2 separate regions of the Sus scrofa genome follow, and region 1 is linked to region 2. The links are chromatin contacts, called in public Hi-C maps. All regions are on one chromosome and are shown on one strand. Each heading gives the region's core, a stretch centred on a gene start, on an enhancer-like site or on the middle of the called end of the contact. The rest is flanking DNA. Distances are from core to core; before and after follow the strand shown.

Region 1 (6,229 bases), core at 1,635-4,134, 120 kb before region 2:
TTCATGCACACCCATACTATCCAACGCCTAGGCATGGTTTGACTCCCTACAGGGACTACAATTTTCAGGAAAAATCCTAGCTGGACTGCCACTCTCGCAGCTATTATCATCCTACCTCATACCAAATGGTGTCCCTTGATCTCTCTGTTTTTGATGCTCTTGACTCCTTCCTCCTTCTTGAAAACTGACATCTATGTAATTTTCCCCTAACACCCATTCTTTCTAATTTGCGAGGGATAATTTTTTTTTTTTTAATTTAAGGAGTCTACTCTTTAGTGTGCCTTGTGGAAAATCACATCTGTCTCATGCTCTAAGTCTGGGGGAAAATGGTTACAGCATACGTTAATCAGAACTAAAGTGACTGGCTCCGAGGTGGGGATATGACCAAATCCAAACCAGTGAGTTTGGGGAAAAATTTGGTAGTTTTCAGGGTAAGAAAATTTCTTGCTCCTCTGGGAGGTATTTGGGTGTGTGGGTCTTTCCCCCCTTAATTTGGAGGGGATGATATGAAACCTAGGAGTTTTGGCAATTGGCATTAGAAGAAAGCTAATCCTACATAGGGCAGAGCCAAGAGACATCAAGAAACTGGATCCTTGATTTCGTTGTTGAGCAGCTGGAACAAACTGAACCTGAAGCTAGTCTTGGCCCTGGATTTCCAATTACACGCACCTTTAAATCAATGTTATTATTTAGGCCAGTTTGAATTGGCTTTTTTGGTTAAATGCAAAAAAGTCATAACGTACTCATTCTATCTCCCCTGGTTTTTCTTTTATCTTTGGTCAGTCCTTTCAGCTTTTCTCCAGTTCCTCTTCCTTTTCCTTTCAATCATGATGGTGTTCCTCCGGGGTTTAACCTTGTTGTCATTTACAAACTGGACGACCTCAGGGACTTGTAGGACTTCAGTGTGCCACTGTCTTCCAAATCTGTAACACTATCCAACAGCTTCCTAGCATCTTGTGGTTGTCCCACAAACACCTCAAAGTCAGTGAGTTCAAAACTGAACTGTTTATCATGCCCACAGTCCTGCCCCTCATCTATGTTCCCTGCTTGGGTCAACTGCTCTGCTGTCCTCCCAGCCAATCAAGCCCGAAGCCGGGTGTCAGTTCGATGTCTTCCTTTTCACATGTAGCCCACACCCATTAGTCGCCACGTCCGGTCCATTCTCCTTCCTCTTGAAATCCACACCCTCTGCCCCTCTGTTGCTTTAGTCCAGTTATCTGTCATCCCACGCTAGACGGAGGCCAGCTTCTCCAGGACAGCAGCCTCCAGCTCTGACCAGCTACTTTCCCAACCTTGTCTGGACTCCGCCTAGAGCAGAGGGGTTCTCCCCTCCTGCCTGACCTCCATTGCTGTCCTGCTGGGCCTCTGCCCCTCATCCCTCCCCCCATCTTTAGCACCGCTTAGGTGCCCCCTCCCCCTTAGCTGCTGATCTCCCCTCCTAGCCTTATCACACTGCATCAGCTTGCAGACTCTGAGCTCCTGGAGGGCAAAGGTGGGGACCTCCCACACAATGGATGACTTCCACCCAGCCTGCTCCTTATCTCCTCCCCAGTCTGGGAGCTCAGCTGGGGATGGGTGGGTCTGCTGTCCTCAGTCTGGCCTGGAGTAAGTCTCAGCAGATGTCCATCCCAGCCCCTGAATGGACAAACCGATGGGCGAGAAGGTAGCTGGGCCCCGGGGGGCCATGACCCATAGCGCAGCCTTGAGTGTGAGAACAGAACCCCTTCCAGTCCCAGGATGAGCTCCTCCTAGCTAGGGGCCTTCACCTGGCTGAACTATCCCCCATGCTAAGGGTCATCCCAGGAGACTATTCCAGACTGGGGCGGGAGGGAGAGGATGCAGGATGCTGGATTTCGCCCTCTGATTGGTCACAGCACCAGGTATGAAGAGGAACTGAGGTGCATGAACCTTACCCCTCAGGTCTAGGAGGAGTTAGGGTGGGGGGGCAGGTAAGACCACCTTGGTCCCTGGGATTCACAGAAAAATGGTTTTTGCTGCTTTGGGGGCAGATACAAGGAGACTTCCAGGCGATGAAGGACCAGGCAGGGGAGCAGAGGCATGTGCTTAAGGTGGAAAGAGTCTTGGGCTCCCCTTGCTTCCCCTCCCCCACCCCCTTCAGATGCCCCTGCCCCCACTACTAGGCCCAGCTCTGGCCCCACGCCCTCAGTAGGCTTTGACGACCACCAGCAAGTGAGCCCCCTTCTGGGGGAGGGGAAGCGCCACGTGGAGGGAGGCAGTCTAGGGCCGAGCACTTGACGAATCCATGAGCTCTTCGGCTTCAAAGCCGGAATGTAGGTGTGCGGGAGCCTGACGCTGATCAGCTGATGCCGGGGCGGCTGCAGCTGGCGACAGGGCACCAGTTCCAAATTACTTACGAGTTCTGAATTATGATGAAAACGACTGATAATAACAACCACATGATGGGAACTCGCTGTGAGGCCTAATCCTCTTTCCAGCAGGTCCTCTTAATGAGGTCACATTCTGTGGAGCGGGATGGGGTTTCTAGGGAGTGTGTGAGGGCAGGGCAGGCCCTCCAGGCCTCCCCTCTCCCGCTGCCCCTTCTGCGGTGGGACGAGCGGAGGGGCCTGTTTCCGCGCGGCCGGGCCCGAGGGGCGGGGGGGGGGCTAAGTGGGCGGGGCCGGGTGCTGGGAAGAGGGGCTGGAAGGCCGGGCTGCGGACACTTCGCGGCAGCGCAGCCAGCCCCTCCTCAGCTTTGCTTCTAACCTTCCTGGAAGGGAGGTCCGGCTTTTTAGTTGCTCAGGAAGGGAGGGGGACTCACGGTCCAGGACAGCGGGGAGCTGGGGCAGGAAGGAGCTTAGGACAAACAGAACTCTGCAAGCGGTTACTCGGAAGCCACTTGGAGCCGCGTCCATCTGCTCTGCAGCCACAAGTGACGGCGCAGGGCCTCTCGCTACTGTGGCCACTGGTGTGTTCCTTCCAGGGCAGTTGTATTTGTCATCGCTGCCTCTCCCCCTCCTCCCTGTCGTCCTTCTGGTTCACCAGACTCCCAGCACCACCCTTTTTCTCCCTGGAAGAAAGTTCACAGATTGCCATGAATATCTGAATGTTATTAGGGCTTCTCAAGGCCAAAAGGTCCTTAAGAAATGCAGTAAATTGGTGGAATCTTACAGGCTGTTTTGGAGGAGATTAGAAGACAGGAGGGTTTCCTTCCTTCCTTCTTTCCTACCAGAGGTCTGAGCTTGACACTGGAATGCAAAGGAGTCTGAGACCTGCCTCTTGCCTGCTCACTCTTACTCTCTGCCTTAATAAAGTGCTGGTTTTCCTAGGGCGGGAGCGGGCCTTTGCTGGGAGTGAGGTTGGGAGTGAATTCTCTGCTCCCTCCTGGGGCTCAGGATCACAGGGAGTCTTACTTGCTCACAGGGAGTCTTACTTGCGCTCCCTGGGACAGAGGTGGGGCGGTGTGTGTGTGGGGGGACTGTGCTTAGCCCTAGCGAAACTGGGACTCCCAGTCCCGGTTTGCTGTGGCCGTAAGGTACCTGGGTCAATTGCAGCAGGTTCCCTAGAATTGACTTTGTTATTACTCTGGTGACTGAGCCCAGGGCCTGGTGGATGGACAGAGACATAGGAACATGGAGATGAGCCATCTCACACGCCTACATCCACTTGGAGCTGGGAGGTATGGAGCGCTTTCTTTTAAAATTGAAGTATAGGTGATTTACAATATTGTATTAGTTTCAGGTATACAGCAAAGCGACCCAGATATATATTCATATATATATATATTCAGATTATTTTCCATTATGACAGCCCTTCAGCACTCACCTGCCCCCTCTCCCCACTCAAGAGCATCCTGCATCCTCTTCCTGAAGAATCTTGCACCCTACAGATCAAGAGGACCAGCTTCATAACTTGTGGGGCCCAGCACACAATGAAAAGGCAGGATCGCTTTCTCTAAAAAAATCATTTAGAATCTCAAGATGGCAATGGAAGAGCATTAAATCAATAGAAGAGCATTAAATGCCATGAAGCAGCATTAATCCAAGAGAATTAAATTAACAGAAGAGCATTAAATTCCATGAAGCAGAGTTCCTGCTGTGGCACAAGGGGTTGGTGGTATCACTGGAATGCAGGGACACAAGTTCTATCCCCAGCACAGCACAGTGGCTTAAAGGATCTGGTGTTGCTCAGGCTCAGCGTAGGTCACAACAGCAGATCCCTGGACTGGAAACTCCACATGCCCTGGGGCAGCCAGGAAAGAAAAGGAAAAAGCAAAAGAAATTCTAAATGCCGTGAAGGGCTGCCCAATAACTGCTCCTCCAAAGGAGACTTTGGGGCCATCTCGGAAAACGACCCTGAATGAGAACTCGGTGACAGGTGGCCAGGGAGTTAGTCCTGCCTGATACTTTCAAATTGCACCATGAGGGATTGGGGACCACCTAGCCCGGTTCCCTCATACGAGGTAATTTCCTTGGCTTTTACCTTACTTGTCAGGGAGCCAGGGAAGGAGGTTCGTGTGTGTGTGTGTGTGTGTGTGTGTGTGTGTGTGTGTGTGTGTTGGAGGAATGACGGTAGATATGAGGATCTGGTTTTTTATTAACTTTAGTCCAACTCTGGTCCTCAGGAGGGGGGAACGCCATGCTGTGTGCAGTTCCTGTTGTCCTGTTGTTCAGGTGACCCGGGCTCCAGGTACAGTCTCTTTCCTGCCTTCCCCACTCCGAGGTAGACCCTCGTCATCCACCCCACTGCTGGGCAGGAAAGATAAACACTGCGGAGGGCCTGGGAGGGCTTGCGGAGAGCAGAGACCGAGGTTTAATGGGCTTGTTATCAGGCACCTGCCAGGCTGCACGTCCTGCTCCCAAGAAGACAGGGCACAGAGATAAATTATAGGGCCAGAGCTGCCTCCCTGGTGAGAGGGGAAGTACCTCAGAGCAGGAAGGGGTGGTGAATTTATAGAATAGGCGGGTCATGGGGCACAGGTAAAGACTCAGCGGCACTAATATGGATGGGGGTGAGAAAAGTAGCCCTCCCTCTACACTATTGTCAACCCTCCAACTCACCAAAGAATCCAGAAATATCTGCTGCAGGCCTCCTGGGCTGCAGCCACACTGCAAGCTACAGGGAGGTACCCTTTACACCTGCCTGCGATGGGTTCTCAGTCTAGTTGCAGATATAACACTGGTCTGAGCTCCTGTGGGCTGGGCATCCGGCAGGGCTGGTGCAAGGAAGGTGCTGAAGAGAGGCCGACTGAATGCATTAAATCCCCAAAGTGGTGGGAAAACTGTAATGAAAACAATATGAGCTTCAGAGTTCAGGCAGTAAGCATTCAGAATGATGAAAGACTGCTTCTACTGGGTTGAAGTTGGGAAACTGTCAGAAGAGACAAGATGTGAGCCACATCTGGAAGGATCTGAGGGATCTGGAGAGACGTGGGGGTCTTAAATATCCATTAGTGTGGTGTTGACTAGTGTAACTGTGGGGTTATTCATTCAATAGAATATTACGCACGTATTAAAAATTATGGTGTATTTCCAAATGTTTGGTCATTGAACGCAATCTATAGAATGTCAAAGAAAATAGCAGATCTCAGAACAGTGTACTCGGATGATCAAATTTGTGCGAATTATGTCATATTTATATCTGCATTGAAACTTAGGAAGGCTATAAACCGACATATTATATAGGCAATTTGGGGAAAAGGGTTATGAGCAGATATTTGATGTTTACTATACTTTTATTTATTTGTGTGCTTTTTAGGGCTACACCTGGAAGTTCCCAGGCTAGGGGTTGAATCAGAGCTGCAGTTGCTGGCCTTCATCACAGCCACAGCAATGCGGGATCTGAACCACGTCTGTAACCTGCACCACAACTCGAGGCAGCACTGGATCCCCAACCCACTGATCAAGGCCAGGGATCAAACCTGAATCATCATGGGTACTAGTCGGGTTCTTGCTGAGCCACAATGGGAACTCCCACTATTTCCATATTGTATGAATTTTTAAACAATGTATCACTTTTGTCATTAAAAAAAAAAACTCAGACTTTAAAGAAAAAAAAAATCCTGTGCCTTTTTTTGTGGGCTTGAAAGGAAAATGAGATCAGTAAGTGCTCTTGAAAAGTAGTTGATTTGAGCATAAACAAGGTGAAAAAGAGCTATGCTAGAAAAGAAGACATCTCAAAGGTTGGCATAGCTGAAATCAATATCAAATTGTAAGAAAAAAATTATGTTCACTGTAAACTTTTTTTTTTTTTTTTTTTGTCTTTTTGCCTT
Region 2 (5,988 bases), core at 2,620-5,119:
GACTAGTTCATGGCCTGTGCTATCCAGGAAAGCAAGACTCACAGCTCTTCCTGCTCACACCTGCCAGGATGTGGAAGGAGATGCAAGGCCCAGCCAAGGTAAGCTCCAGCCGGCCTCATACCAGAATGGTCACGTGCAGGTGGCGACAGTCTGCAGAACAGTGATTTAAGAAATGTACCAACTCTCCAAATGCAAAATGCAGCTCCTTCCCTTTACCCTACCGGTCCAAGACCGCCAGGTTACTGCTTAAAGTTCCCACAATTCAGACAACTCCTTTTAGAAGCATTACTATCTCCCAAAAGCCTTGTTAAAATGTAAATATGGGAGTACTCCCACTTGTGCTCCACGGTGCAGTGGGTTAAGAGTCTGACTGCAGCAGCTCAGGTTGCTGCAGAGATGCAGGTTTGATTCCTGCACTGGCGCAATGGTTTAAAAGGTCTGGTGTTGCAGCTGTGGCTCAGATTCAGTCCCTGGCCCAGGAACTTCCACATGCTGCAAATGCAGCCATAAATTTTTTAAAAAATGCAAATATGGGAGTTTCTGTTGTGGTTATAAACCCGACTAATATCCATGAAGATGCAGGTTCGATCCCTGGCCTTGCTCAGCGGGTTGAGGGTCTGGCGTTATCGTGAACTGTGGTGTAGATTGCAGACACGGCTCAGATCTGGCGTTGCTGTGGCTGTGGTGTAGGCCGGCAGCTGCAGCTCTGATTAGACCTGTAGCCTGGGAACTTCCATATGCAACAGGTTTGGCTTTAAAAGAAAAATAAATAAATAAAAAGCAAATATGGGGAAAAGTTAGGGTAGCTGAGGAAAAAGACTAACGAATCCATTAAATCATTATCTGCTGAGAGAACTGTGATGGGGGGAGGAAGCAGAGAGGGGACAAGGGGGTCAGAGTGAGGACAGGGGATACTTAAGGGGAATGAAGGGTCTCGAAGATAAAATCTGCCTGTTCTGAGGCTGGTATCTATGGGTTAAAAATGACTAAAAATGCATCACCAGACTATCATATCTCCATGCACTTGGTCACATCTCACCTCATCTCTTGATTTAAATACAGAGGAGAAGACAACAACCTTCGCCTGTCATTTTTGAAGGCGGCTTTTGCTAACTGATTATTTATATCTCAGTGCCCTGTTGGAGGCTTCGGAGATTTGAGGTTCCCTGGCTGGAACTGGGTTTTGGTACAAATCTGTAAAAATAAAATCTGAATTTTGTTGATTTCCAGATGGTATCAGTTAACACGAAGACTGCTCCTTCAGGAACACTTTCAAGCCTATTTTCCCCTCCTAAACAAAACGAAGCTCTGGGCCCGAGGGCAGCTCCCCTCCATTTTGTGCTGCTTCTGGTTGCCTGTGCCTTTGCTCTTTCTTAGGAATTCTTCTTTTGCCTCTGATTACTGACTAGAACTGTATTTGCCGACTGTTGAGTCGCTGCTTTCATTGGCGGTGGCGCCCCCATTCAGAGAATCTGTATTACCTCATGACATATGGCACAGTGCACACTTTGAAAGCTAAGAACTGGAAAGTTTCTCTTTTGGCAACGTTTCCCCCAGTCGCCCAGGCAATTTCCACATGCAACACTTTCCATACTCATTGAGAGCAGAGTTGAGAGGGTTGGAAATAAAAGACCGCTCAGGTTTCCAGATTGGCCAAAAAAAAAAAAAAAAAAAAAAAAAACGCCATCGCCACCAGATGCCAGGACAACCGGTCAGTTCCAACACTTTGGTCTGAAGCATCGGTCAATGCAGAGGAATTTGGGGGCCTTGTTTCTCATTATTTGAGTAGCCTTAATAGTAGATGGGTTCTCTGCCTCCCTCCCCCAAGGCTGACATTTAGCCCAGTTATAAAATGAAGCAATGAAACAGTGAGCTTTTGTAACAACCGGGCTACTAAAAAGAAACTGCTGGGAGAGAGACCAGAGTTATCACTGGGAAGGGTGATTCTGTAGCCAGGGCTGCAGAGTGGAATCCGGGCACTGGGGCCTCTGAGGGGCCACACAGCCACAGGAGAGCCAGGTCAATTCTGGAATTGATGGGTCAAATCTGGAAGTGCTGAGAGCTCTGGTCAAGCCAAGAGAGGCCAGGTTGCATATTCAACAGCAACCTGGCTTCACTGGAAAAGGCCAGGAGGGCAAGCAGCCCACAGGCAGACACAGGAAAGCTTGCTGGCCCTCCAAGGATGCTGATGGTACAGCTGAGACCCTCCTTTGTATAAATCACACATAGCCCTTCCTCTGTATCCCAGAGGCTACCTTAGAGTGAAAAGGAGGAGAAGGGATCTTTTATCCATGAGACACTGAACTCTACCCAAAAAGACTGTGTAAGTTATTGAAGCTTTAAATGAGATTGGACAGTTAGTTACTTTTTGGCCTCCTAATCGGTGGGGGAAGAAGGCTCGGGGGAAGATCAGCAAAATTAGAGACAAAACAAATAAACGGCATCTTCCCTGCACAGCCCTGATGTAGTGTGGATTAACTGCCATCCTGCCATAGGAAAAGTAGGACCTGTTGCTCTCCGACCCCACTCCATCCCTCAGCCCTTCATCTCCACCTGCAGACGGAACTCCCTGGGCTTTTGGTCCTGCCCAGATCACCCTCACTGATGAAGAGCTGTGACTTCCCACAGATAGCCCTGAAGGCTTGGGCTCCTGGGTTCCCACATTCCTTGCTTGCAATTGCTGCAGTTGCTCCCACATTGGGCATTTGGTTATTTGCCCTGCACCTTCTCTTCCCCCAGCTCATCCCTGGGGGAGATGTCCTTTGTTCTTTCCCACAGTTCCAAGGGGCAGGGCCAGACCTAAGACTCAGACCCACCTCAAGACTATGAAGGAGATGCAAAAAGAAATCCTTGAGAAGGGTTGTAAAACTACACACAAACTGACAAAATGCAAGCTCCTTAGGACATCTCCTATAGAAACAGTGTATCTAGAATTAAGTCAACAGCGGATTTTTTTTCTTTCTTTTTTTTTTTTTTTTCCCACTTTTTAGGGCCACACCCATGTATATGGAAGTTCCCAGGCTAGGGGTTGAATTGGAGCTGTAGCTGCTGGTCTACACTACAGCTACAGCAACGTGGGTTCCTTAATCCCCTGAGTAAGGCCAGGGATCCAACCTGCATCCTCATGATGCTAGTCGGATTCATTTCCTCTGAGCCACAATGGGAACTCCCAACGGATCTATAAAAAAGAAAAATGGCCCATAGTGTTCCAGACGATTCCCTGGTAGGAAAATGTATGCTGCCTTCGTCACCTCACCTATATTCCCCTGCCCCTTCCTTGGCGTCCTGTTCTTCCCTTTTGTTTGCATACCTTGATCCTAAGGGTTTGTAATTAATAAAAAAAATAATAACAGTAACCAACCCTTACCGAGCACTTACTATGTGCCCAGCTCTGTGTTCCCTGCTTATGGTATGAAGCCACATCTGTCCCCTGCCATTGAAGAAAAAAAAAAAAAAAAAAAAAAAAAGACGAGGCTGAAAAATAAGCGGCGGAAACTGCGGCCGGGGATGTGGACTGGTGGCCGGAAGATGCTGGGTTGGAATAAGGTCAAGACACAGGCGTCTCATGCTGGACGCTCCTCCTTTCTAGCTGATTTCCAGACTTTCCTGTTCCTTTTGCTGCCAAAATCCTCCACACTGTGGCCGACACTCAATGCCTCCATCTCCTCTTCCCTTAACCGGGGACTCTTGCCCCCGCAGTTCTATGAACCGTCTCATCAGGGTCATTGTGACTTCTGGCCAAACACAATGTGTTTTTTTGTTGTTTGTTTGTTTTCCCCTCTTAGTCCCTGTCCTTTCGGACCTCATGGCAACACCAGACATTGTCAACTACTGCCTTCCAGACATGCCTCCCCACCCTCCTCTCGCTGCTTATTTGCAGGGTCCTCGGGCGCCCCCTGGGGGGTGGGGATTCTGCCCAGGCTCCTCCCACTCCCCCATCTCCTCTAGGATGTAACTAGCCGTCTCTGCAGGACTCCCTAACTTAACCTCTCCTGAGAGACTCTGCCCCACCTCCAGCATGCCCAATGGGCATACCACACCCTCCATACCCCCAAATAAATGTGTCTTCTTTCCTCCAATTAGTTTCTCCTCCAGATATGCCCGTTTCCAAAATGTGTCTAAGGCAAAAGCAATCCCAAAGGCTTGGAGCCATCTACCTGCTCTTCTGCCAGCCCTTGATGTAAACACACCCAGACTCTCAAACCCAGTGCTTCTCCTCAGCTCTCACTTCTGACCCCTTCACCCCCTACTGCTCTGCCTGGTTTAAATCCTTCTCACCTCACTCCTCCCACTTACCTTGGTCTCAAAGCAGGTCTCCAGCCTCTACCTCTCCATGCCTCAATGTTTTCCTATAGCCTTTCATTTGAAAGCAACTTTTGTTAATCTATGCTTTTAAAATAATCTTTGAACTGGAGATCCTAGGTATAGAAATCTATTCTAAGGAAATAATCAAAGATATGTGAGAACAAAAGATTCATGAACAAGAATATTAAGTGATGGAGTTCCCTTTGTGGCTCAGTGGTTAACAAATCCAACTAGGATCCATGGGTTTGATCCCTGGCCTCACTCAGTGGGTTAAGAATCTGGCGTTGCTGTGAGCTCTGGTGTGGGTCACAGATGAGGCCTGGATCTGGCATTGCTGTGGCTGTGGCGTAGGCTGGAAGCTGTAGCTTCGATTGGACCCCTAGCCTGAGAACCTCCATATGCTGCAGGTATGGTTCTAAAAAGCAAAGAGGTGGGGGGGAAGAATATTACATGATAACCAGTTAAATAGTCAAGAGTGGGAGGTTAGTGAATGCATAATGGAGAGTCCATTACAAGGGAACATAGTGCAGCTATTATAAAACCATGCTTTAGGAGTTCCTATTGTCTCAGTGGGTTAAGAACCTGACATAGTCTCCATAAGGGTGCAGGTTCGATCCCCTTACCTCACTCGGTGGTTTAAGGATCCAGTGTTGCCACAAGCTGCGGCATAGTTTGCAGATGTGGCTCCAATCTGGTGTTGCCTTGGCCCTGGGGTAAGCTTGCAGCTGCAGTTCCAAATTTGACCCCTAGCCCTGGGTCAAATTGACCCCTGGGAACTTGCAGGGCTGCTTATGTGGCCTTAAAAAGAGAAGAAAAAAAAAAAAAGCTTCCAGCAGATATTCAATGATATGGAGAAATGTTTATCTTTTATTGTCAAGTGAAAAACTCCAGCCACAACCCAGAATGTACACCATGATCCGTGTTTCAACCTGCTCTGCTGCTATTACACCCTAAGGACATCCTCTTCTTTCAGTCTGTTAAGCTCTTTCTTTCCCTAGGGCATTTGCATGGGTCAGGAAGAATTGGGAAACACTTTGAAACCTGTGGGTGGCTGGATGGGGGAATCATGAGTGTCCTGACTAGTAACCCACCCCGGTTATCTACATTTTTCCTTTTCTCTGAGCTGGTTTACAAGTCTATAAGTTGTAAATAGATGAGAATAATGCAAATGCATTCTGTGAATTTTCTATATGCCAGTGAATTCTGTCCAGGGGAGAGACAGCTAATTTTCTTGCACGCAGTTTGGCATCTGTTTATATTTCATTCCAGTATTCCTGAGGAATAAGTGTTATACTTTGAATTCTCCTTTGAATCAGTTGTAACAACTTTCTGGTTCCCTCATAATTTCATGGTTAAATAAAATCTTTGGCACATGTTCATTTTATATTTCTATAGAGTCATAGTTTACCTTTTTTTTTTTGCTCTTTGCTTTTTAAGGTTGCACCCATGGCATATGAAAGTTCCCAGGCTAGGGGTTGAATTGGGGCTACAGGTGGCTACATCACAGCCACAGCAAAACAGGATTCGAGCTGTGACCTACACCACAGCTCAGGGCAACTCCAGATTCCTGACCCACTGAGCGAGGCCAGAGATTGAAGCCTCATCCTCATGGTACTAGTTGGATTTGTTTCCGCTGTACCACAAACGGGAACTCCTCATTTACCTTTTTAAAAAACATATCCT

What was found. A called contact is a pair of places that touch in the nucleus more often than the background predicts.
Region 1: a contact with region 2 is called in a Hi-C map of skeletal muscle, with 3 times the contacts expected there. The contact joins two enhancer-like sites. A contact is called at or near these places in 2 of 47 Hi-C or Micro-C datasets (epiblast stem cells and skeletal muscle).

Annotation. Positions count from the first base shown.
Region 1 is chr15:47,990,791-47,997,019 of Sscrofa11.1, reverse strand. No RefSeq gene overlaps it. Among named protein-coding and RNA genes, the nearest start is that of FGFR1, 60 kb to the left of the region's middle. Within about 2 kb of position 2,884, at least 24 of the 83 cell types and tissues checked have an H3K27ac peak or open chromatin away from gene starts, as enhancers often do. A contact at or near this core is called in skeletal muscle, where this site is marked.
Region 2 is chr15:47,874,487-47,880,474 of Sscrofa11.1, reverse strand. No RefSeq gene overlaps it. Among named protein-coding and RNA genes, the nearest start is that of TACC1, 16 kb to the right of the region's middle. Within about 2 kb of position 3,869, at least 6 of the 83 cell types and tissues checked have an H3K27ac peak or open chromatin away from gene starts, as enhancers often do. A contact at or near this core is called in skeletal muscle, where this site is marked.